2 separate regions of the Mus musculus genome follow, and region 1 is linked to region 2. Evidence: chromatin contacts called from public HiChIP or PLAC-seq data. All regions are on one chromosome and are shown on one strand. The core of a region is the stretch at or near the end of the contact, and the rest is flanking DNA. Distances in the headings are between cores, read along the strand shown. Region 1 overlaps Abhd5 (abhydrolase domain containing 5). Region 2 has its middle 12 kb from the start of Snrk.

Region 1 (4,426 bases), core at 1,716-4,215, 280 kb before region 2:
TGTGAATGCATGGAATAGTCTGCATTTTTCTGGTTTTCAAAATTTGATGTTTTTGAAAAATCAAAGCATTACAGATCTACCTCATTTGTAAGACTGTATAATATTCCAGTGTATGGCTGTTATTGATACAGATGTCATCTTGGTCACCAGCTGGTGGCTGTTTTGCAAGGTCATGCAAGCATTCGGACATGGGACCGAGGCTGGCAGATGAAGGGCCAGGAGTAAGGGATGAGAGCCCGTCCAGATTCCTGCCTGAGCATTCTGCTTCCTGGTCGTCTAGTGATGAGACATGAACAAGTAGCCTGCTGCTCCTGCCACCTGCCACCCGGATGTCACCATGCCTGCCTGCTACCAAGCTGAGGATGTAATTCCTTCTTCCAGCTGCTTCTGCCCCATATTTTGTCCCAGCAACAGGGAAATTAATACAATGATTATGTTGTAGCTGAACCACTAAGTCTAGTTCCAGACTTAATTTCTCAATGCTTAGCAGATTTCACTCCTCGGACTGGGTTGTTGATGCATTCAGATTTCACTCCTGTACAAAGGCAATGCAGCTGGCTTTATTCCTCATATGACCGTCACACTTGTACCACTTCACCTGTTTCCCCATCAGTGAGATGCCTCCTTTATCAACTCTCTGCACTTGCCTGTAGCTGTTACTGAGTCTGTCTCCCCTCCCCACCACTACTCTCTAGGCCTCTTATTTTCCATACTTGGTACAAGTGTGCTGGGACCTGGCATGGCTGCTTAATCAAAGACACATATGAATAAAGAGTTCTGACACTGAGATGAACCCTACCGTGAAGATAACCGGAAGCTTTTTAAGGACCTGCATGACCATGAGTGAAGCTGTGCACAACTGCCACAAAGCTTGCACGGTGCAGAGCAGCCATCCTCCAAACCACGGTGTTCATGGGACTGTCACAGCCATTCTAACAGACGGGTCCTTGCCAAAGACTCAAGAAAACACACAGCTCACCCACGGGTGCTAGCACTGTCGAGTTTATTCTGTAAAATAACTTAGCAAAGACCAATGATAGTTAAGAGATCGTTTACAAGAAAGATGTTTAGCAACCACTGTTCTCAAGAATTTGCAGATTATAAACTTTACTACTTCAACCTTTACAACAATCACTGCACACACCATGGAAATTTTAATGTTTAGGAAGCTTCACAGGTTTCCAGTAAAGCAAAGCAGCTCAGTGGGGAAGTCAGTTTCTTTGGGCAGACCGGTTTCTTGTGCAGAATTTTTTTTCTTTGGTGAACAAAAGACTGAGGCTGGTGACTGCCAAGTAAGAGTCCTGCACAAATGTTCTACCACTCTCAAGTGTGGATCTGGCCACCCACAACACTAACTATAAAGGGGGAAAAAGGCTATTTTTATTCTCAAGGTGGTGAGAACAAGCACTTTTGGTCTCACGGTGGCTCCTTGCACTAACCTAATGCGTTAAATGAGTCAGATAAAGGGTCGCTGGGAGGCTGCTTTGTCCCGCTTCAATATGATTTTCACGGTCTCCTAAAGTATGGAGCTAATCTTGCTGGCAGTTAATTACATGTGATATAATTTTATATTTTCAAAAAAATTTCCTGACTAGTCACTAAAAATGTAATAGCTCAAGTCATCGAGTCGTGATTTGTGAGGTCGAGGTTTTATTTGTGTAATCTGCTTTTCTCCTGGACAAACAATGTTGGTAACAATGCTCTTTGTTCTCTGTTCTCTAGACAGAAGGCTTTCTCAGCATCCAGCTATTCCATGGAGCTTTTTCATAGTTTCAAATTGTCTCTCACTTTAACACTGTCAGAAAGTTATAAATCCAATGGTGGTTTCTGCCAAACAGTTCAAACAACATAATAGATTTTTTTCATAATTTTACTTCAAGTATATAAGTGGTTAGATTAACATAATATTCAATAAAAATAACCACAAGTTCTATCTCATTTCTGGCGCCATGAGACGTAACAGCACCACATAGTTTTAAATGTTAGTGGTAAAATGCAATCCAGTTTAAGCACCATGTAAGCTGGTTGCTCATGAGAACACAGTGGGACTTGGTTTCCCGATAGGCAACAGTGTTAACATCCCTGCAAGTGAGGGGACCTAGATCCTGGGTCCTGGGAATACTGGAAGGAAAGGGGACAGGTTTCAGGTTCGGGCTACTCAGCACTTGAATGGCTGAGTCTATGCATATGTTCTCATAGAACCCTGTAGATTACACACAGAAGGGCCCCAGGAACTGCGTTGCTGTAAGCACTATGTCACCATGGAACACATTTAAAATGCTGAAACACGGCCTTGATCATAAAACAGGAAAACAAGGAAAGTTAACGCTAGTGATTGACTCCTGTCTTTTACATCAAAACCTAACCCTTTCGTTCCATTTCAAAATGAAATATTCTAAACTCCATCTCAAAAATGAAGTATTCTAAATTGAAATCTTTTTACATAAAAATACTTGGGTTAACTATGTTAGTTGTTAGAGACAGTAAATACATGCAAGGAAAATAAAGTGCAGCTTCCCAACACCTAACACCACAGGCCCAGAAGTCGCTAGGTACACTGGCATATGGACTAGGTACACTGGCATATGGACTAGGTACACTGGCATACGGACTGCAACACCAAACACCTAACAAGCAGTTAGGTGAAATTGAGAAAAGTCTCAGCTGAAAAATCACAATTTTTCAGTACATCAGAAGGACAACCTTTATTTAAGGCGATTATTAAATTGGGAGACTCTCCTATATTTTAATTCTGTGTAGGAGAAAGGAAAGCCATTCTTCTAGAAGGCACTGGTTGGTTTAAATGTGGAAAGCTGCAGAGTCCAGTCCAGGAGACTGCGGGGGTCCTCGGGCTGTGGGGATTGCTCATGAACGGCACCCGTCACGGGTGCTGCATGGTTCTGTGTGCTCAGTCTACTGTGTGGCAGATCTCCTTGACTTTCTGGTTGAATTCTTCTGGCTGATCTGCATACACATAATGCCCCGCCCCGAGGATGGCCTGGGAAAGGAAGAGCCACCACGGCAGGTGAGAAAGCAGTACTGAAACACAGCGATCCCCAGAAGCAAAGAGCCACTCTTAAAAGAACAGTGGAGACTCCTCTGAAAATGACTTAGGCTTTCTATCAGAAGGCTCTGGGATAAACAGGAAAACTTCCTGGATCTTAGTCAATTCCACCATGCAAGGGCCAGCAGAAATGACACTCTAAACTAAAGGACTAATGCAGGGCCCAGGAAAAACCACAACTGTGTGTACTGCACTGGGAAGTGGGTGTGAGCTTATCTGATTCTGAGCCAGTCTCTCAGTGTCTCCAGAGAGACTGGGAAGACCTCAGAAAGGTGACTCACTACTGGGACACCAAAGTGTGTATGGCACAAACCTCGCCCAAAGCCCTGTGACGTCAGGTCTCTGAATGGGGTTGTGAGTGGAGCCCAGACTGGAAACCTCGAGGGAATAATCAAACACACGTCCCTGAATGGAAGCCCAAGCCAGCTCCATACTCACAATTGTCTTCACGTAGGACTTCGGTCGCAGTGACTGGATGCTGGTTCCAGAGTTGCCATCTATGCAGGATCGGGCTCCAAAGATCACTGAAACTGGAATGTCAGGATGCAAGCCACCTATCCGCTGAAGCATTGGCCGTTTGGCCCACCCATAAGGAATCGTCATGTTTTTGAAAGCTGTCTCACCACTACAGAGAGGAGAGAACCATACAGAGTGACTTAGGGAATGAGTTTGTGCTACAGTCTCACCTGTTAAAACATACTCATATTTGGCTTTCCTGGGATTAAAAAAAAATCTGTTTAAACTTTTAAACTATTTACTAGATAATGTATGGGAGGAGCCACATATTACTGCTGTTAGGTAAACAGGGCTATAGTATAATGTAACTAAATCAAAGTTTTCTTCTAATTTGAAATAGAAACTAAAGCAGAAATAATGGATGCTCTGCAGAAGCTCTAGAAGCTGCTGAACAAGTTGATGAACACAGGTCTAAGTGGCCAGCCAGCCACTCACAGAACTGCAGGCTCTTAGGCCCCAGTCTACAGCCGCTCTACTCCTGGCAGTGACTCTACCCTGTGTTGGCAGACTGCTGCTGCAGCTCCACTACCAGTGAACCAGGAGAAGCTGTGTGTGCCTTGCCCTAGGTCTGCCTCTAGTGAAGCAGTGTTGCAGTGCACTACAGCACCATCCCTGGCCTGGCTAAACTAGGATTGTCTCAGTATTTGTCAGTGAGGCAGAGCCTTAAAGTGAGCTTAGGAGTCACCACACTCGCTGGCTTCAAACTCCCTATGAAGCAAAAATATCCCTGAATCACACTCCCTTCCTGAGGTTCCTGCTGGGAACGTCAGGCCTTTGCCCTCCAGGGGTCACGTCCTTAGACTTTGCTTTCTACTCTTACCTTGCCCAAAGCTCGGTAAATGGGGA
Region 2 (4,521 bases), core at 1,759-4,258:
GACTTCGTGAGGGAGGAGTATCACTTATCCTGTCCCTATGACAGATACCTGACCAGAGCAACTTGAAGAAGGAAAGGTTTTCTCTGGATCATGGTTTAAGGAGATAGTCCTCCGTGGCAGTCATGGTGGTGAGACGGCTGCTCACTCGTGTATGCAGTCTGAAAACCTCAAGAAGAGGATGCTGGTGCTCAGGGCTTTCCCTGTCTCCTCAGACCATGGGACGGTGCCATTCGCACCCAGGGTGTGTGTTCCTTTTTAGGATAAACTTCATGGAAATTCCCTCACAGACATGACTGGAAGTAAAAGCCCCTCAAAGTGACAGTCTGGAGCAACCATCACAGGCAGGATCCTGCGTATCTTATTACCTCTGCACCTTACACCTTTCTTCACTGTGCAAAGCACAGAGTCCACAGCTCCATACATATGTTCAAACTTAACAGACCAGCATCATAGACGCAGACAGGTGGGAAAGAAGTCATTGTGCCATTAGACATGAGGAAGGGAAACTAGGGTGGAGAGAAGGAAACTGATTGCTTCTTGTGACTCCTAGTTACTCGTAGAGCACAAGTGAGCTCCTGTCCCAGTGTTCCTCTGAGACTGTCTAGAAGGTAGGAAAACTTGAAGACAGGAGATATAGAGGCATAAATGCATTAAAATAACATTGACATTAAGGTCCAAAAGGAGATAATTAAAAAAATACCATATATGCTATATACTATAGATCTGTAGGAGGATTTGAAGTGGGGTGTGGATGTAAGAGAATGGTCCCCAAATTCCCTTCTGAACTTCCATGCCTCGTGCCTGCTCTGTAGCCATCACATTCCCAGCTAGTATCCTCCTTGTCAGGAGAGGACATAAGAAGCAGCGTATATAGGTCAGGTGATATTTTAAAGTTCTATCTGTTAATTAATTTGGTTAGAGTGTGTTGCCACCAGAAAAGTGGTGAGCCTTTCCCAAACACCTTTGGCTGTTTGCTCATCAAAAAAAGTCACACATTTTTCTCTGTGTAAAAAGTGTCAAAGGGAAAAAATAAAACGGAGTCTCTGAAAAGCCTAGGGTCAGGACTGTCTTAAAACTCAGCACATGGCGTGGTGACCCCAGAGAACCAGGGGGAACATGACGTGGTGACCCCAGAGAACCAGGGGGAACATGGCATGGCGACCCCAGAGAACCAGGGGGAACATGGCATGGTGACCCCAGAGAACCAGGGGGAACATGGCATGGTGACCCCAAAGAACCAGGGGATACATGGTGTGGCAACCCCAGAGAACCAGGGGGAACATAGCATGGTGACTCCAGAGAACAAGGGGAACATGGTGCGGTGACCCCAGAGAACCAGGGGGAACATGGTGTGGTGACCCCAGAGAATCAAGGGGAACATGGCATGGAGGTCATCCCAGAGAACCAAGGGGAACATGGTATGGTGACCCCAGAGAACCAGGGGGAACATGGCATGGTGGCCCCAGAGAACCAGGAGGAACATGGCATGGTGGCCCCAGAGAACCAGGAGGAACATGACGTGGTGACCCCAGAGAACCAGGGGGAACATGGCGTGGTGGTCATCCCAGAGAACCAGGGGGAACATGGCGTGGTGACCCCAAAGAACCAGGGGGAACATGGCATGGTTGCCCCAGAGAACCAGGAGGAAAGTGTCTCTGAAAATGAACATCAGGTCCCTGTCCTTTCATTCCGTGTCAGAGGCTGACATGCTGAGACCTGAGCACAGGCTCACCTGAGGGCCATGAGCACAGCAATGGCTTGCTTGCTTTTTACTTTGTTTTAATTGCATTTATGATAGCTGTGCAGAAATTCGTATGTGGCAGCAGGAACTCTCACACCACTAGAAGCCTCCAGGTAAAGCTCCTGAAATGTATGTATCTGTATACAGAGCTGCCACAGTGCAAATCTTACCAGCTTTTCTACAATTCTTAGGGAGACTACTATATATATATGTGGAGGTCAAAACTGCCTTTAAAGCCAGGGGCTGTGGTGTATGCCTGTAATCTCAGGAGACCCTGCATGGAAGATCCAAAGTTTGGGAATATAGCTCAAGGTCAGCATGCTTGTCAAACCTATGAATGGTTCCAGATTTGTCCTCCTCTACTGAAAACAAAATTCAGTCTGGTTTGTTTGTTTTTTTTTTTTTTTAAGATTTCTTTGTATTGTTTGAATTATGTATACATGTGTATTTCTGGGTGGGAGTATGTACACCCACAGAGGTCAGAGGTGTAGAAGCCCCCTGGTGCTGGAGTCACAGCAGTAGTTGTGCCTAACATGGGTGCTAGAGACAGAACTCCAGCCCTCTATAAAAGCAGACTGTGTTTGTAACCACTGAGTCATCTCTCCAGCTCCTTAAACCAGTTTCCAGGTAGCTTTATTGCAGTTGGTTCCCCGGCCCCTGAGAACCGCAAAGGCGGGCTCAGACACTGACTACAACAGACTTGGTTTTATTGTTGTCTGGCCTCAGTTCTGAGGGTGCTGGCAAACTGGAGATTCGATGAAGCCCTGGGAGCATGAGGAGGCCCAGTGTGAGCACTCCCTGCTCCTCTGGAGTCCTGGGGAACACGAAGAGGCCAGTGTGAGCACTCCCTGCTCCTCTGGAGTCCTGGGGAACACGAAGAGGCCAGTGAGAGCACTCCCTGATCCTATGGACTGAGTCTAAACGGCCTTGGAGCAGAAGTCCTGATGCCAGCACATAATATTCAACCCCAAAACACCAGAATTAGACTGGAAGATAGGAGATTTGAGGGCTGCAGCTGTTTCACACACCACACAGAACACTCACACCTCTGTAACCAGCAGTTCCACTCAGCCTGTCCCATTCTTAACATTAAAGAAACCCACATATCTTGGCGCAAGGAGGTGTGTTTGAACACATTCACTAGAGCGTTGCTTGTGCAATCAGGGAAAATTGTAAATACCTAAATCCCCACGGTGTTAGTCAGCGTTCCTCCACCGTGACAGACGACGCCCCAGATAATCGACTTACAGAGAGAGAGTCAGGGCTTATCTTGGCTCTCAGTGTTGGAGGTCCTGCTTGGCCCCACTGCTGTTGCACTAGAGGTGAGGCAGCACATTTGCAGTACAAAGTGCCTGGCAAAGTGTTTTCAGTGGGGAAATGCAGGAGAGGACAAGGCCAGGCTTCCAAAGTTCCCTTTGAGGGGACTCTCAGTGACTAGAGATCTGTTGTTAGTCCCCAACCCATGAGGTTTCCAGGAGTCCAACACCATGTCCAAGACACAGGACAATTCAAAACCAAACTCTAGCTAACGGTTTCCACCTAACCTACCCATCCAAGGGAGCACCACACAGCAGGTAGACAGACCCTCAAAGCATACTGCTGGCTAAGGAAACTTCATAATAATACCACAAGTGCCATTTGTATAAGAACAAATACAAATACTCAATACAAAGTAACCATGCATTCACATAGGATCTCTTCAGAAGTATGTATCTGTGTAAATTAACCAACAATGCTCCTGGAATAGACCAGCAATGGGAGCAGGATGGGAGGGAGGCCCAATGAGAAGTCAGCCATCTTGGAAATGTTGTAATACACAAAATACAATATTTCATGTACAAAATAAAATCACCACATAAAATATCCAATACTTATATATACCCATTATGACAATGTTTAATAATTCATAATATGCTAAAATTTATAATCAAATGATTTATTAAATACATTTATTGTAGTAACTTATCTTTATATAACATCTCTTTTCTTGTAAAATTATATTTGTCTATGAAGTTTAGCTTTATCCTCACTTATGTATATGTGTGTGTTTCTGTATGTGAGTATATGTACTTCTTGCGTATAGGTGCCTGCAGAGGTCGAAAGAAGGCACACGATCCCCTGGAGCTGACATTACAGATGGTTGTTAGCCGTCCAACATGGTTGCTAGAGACCAAATCCAGGACCTTTGCAAGAGCAGGGAGTGTTCTTAACCTCCGTGCCATTTCTCCCATTCCTGTGTATGAAAGTTAAAGCAATCGCATAGGAACGTCTGCCCCTCCAGACTCCTCCGTCTTACTTTCAGATGTTTCCATGTGCAAGCAGATCCCAAGAGCCTGTGCGATGTACAGCTGGATCTTACGGCTGCTGGTACCAGGCTTAGGCATTTCAATAGCTTCGCTTTGCAGTGTAGGACACACAAATTATTCAGAAGTCTCGTTGAGGTATAATTCTTGTGGGATGGGGTCCGAGGGTCAAGGCTGTGATCCTGTGTCTCTAATAAGTTGCTGCTGGAGGTTCTCGGAGTCTGTATAACTTGACTTAAAGCAGGATTCCAAATGGACAGCAAGTCATCTTGAAGAAGGAGGAGCAGCCGTGTTGGAGGAGGAGGAAGAGGAGGAGCAGCCGTGTTGGAGGGCAAACAGAGGAACTGTACCGAGGAATACCCAGTGGATTGGTCTGATAAACGGGATAACGAGAATGCCGAGGGGCGAAGCTGAGGGACAAAAGCAATATTGGGCTCAGAACCTGGTGCTCAGCACACTAGCTACTGATAGAGGCTT

The links. HiChIP or PLAC-seq counts read pairs in DNA pulled down with a chosen protein or histone mark.
Region 1: a FOXA1 HiChIP or PLAC-seq map of pancreatic cancer cells shows a contact between it and region 2. The contact joins two enhancer-like sites. A contact is called at or near these places in 1 of 115 datasets of contacts at active chromatin or transcription factors (pancreatic cancer cells) and 1 of 9 other capture datasets (liver).

Annotation. Positions count from the first base shown.
Region 1 is chr9:122,378,085-122,382,510 of GRCm38.p6, reverse strand. Abhd5 (abhydrolase domain containing 5) reads right to left here. Exons shown (of 7, transcript NM_026179.2): 6 at 3,503-3,689; 7 at 988-2,998. The coding sequence ends at 2,909. It overlaps A730085K08Rik (RIKEN cDNA A730085K08 gene), which reads left to right. Exons shown (of 3, transcript NR_045967.1): 3 at 151-489. Among named protein-coding and RNA genes, the nearest start is that of Gm46135, 2.5 kb to the left of the region's middle. Within about 2 kb of position 2,965, at least 34 of the 459 cell types and tissues checked have an H3K27ac peak or open chromatin away from gene starts, as enhancers often do. A contact at or near this core is called in pancreatic cancer cells, where this site is marked.
Region 2 is chr9:122,102,533-122,107,053 of GRCm38.p6, reverse strand. No RefSeq gene overlaps it. Among named protein-coding and RNA genes, the nearest start is that of Snrk, 12 kb to the left of the region's middle. Within about 2 kb of position 3,008, at least 30 of the 459 cell types and tissues checked have an H3K27ac peak or open chromatin away from gene starts, as enhancers often do. A contact at or near this core is called in pancreatic cancer cells, where this site is marked.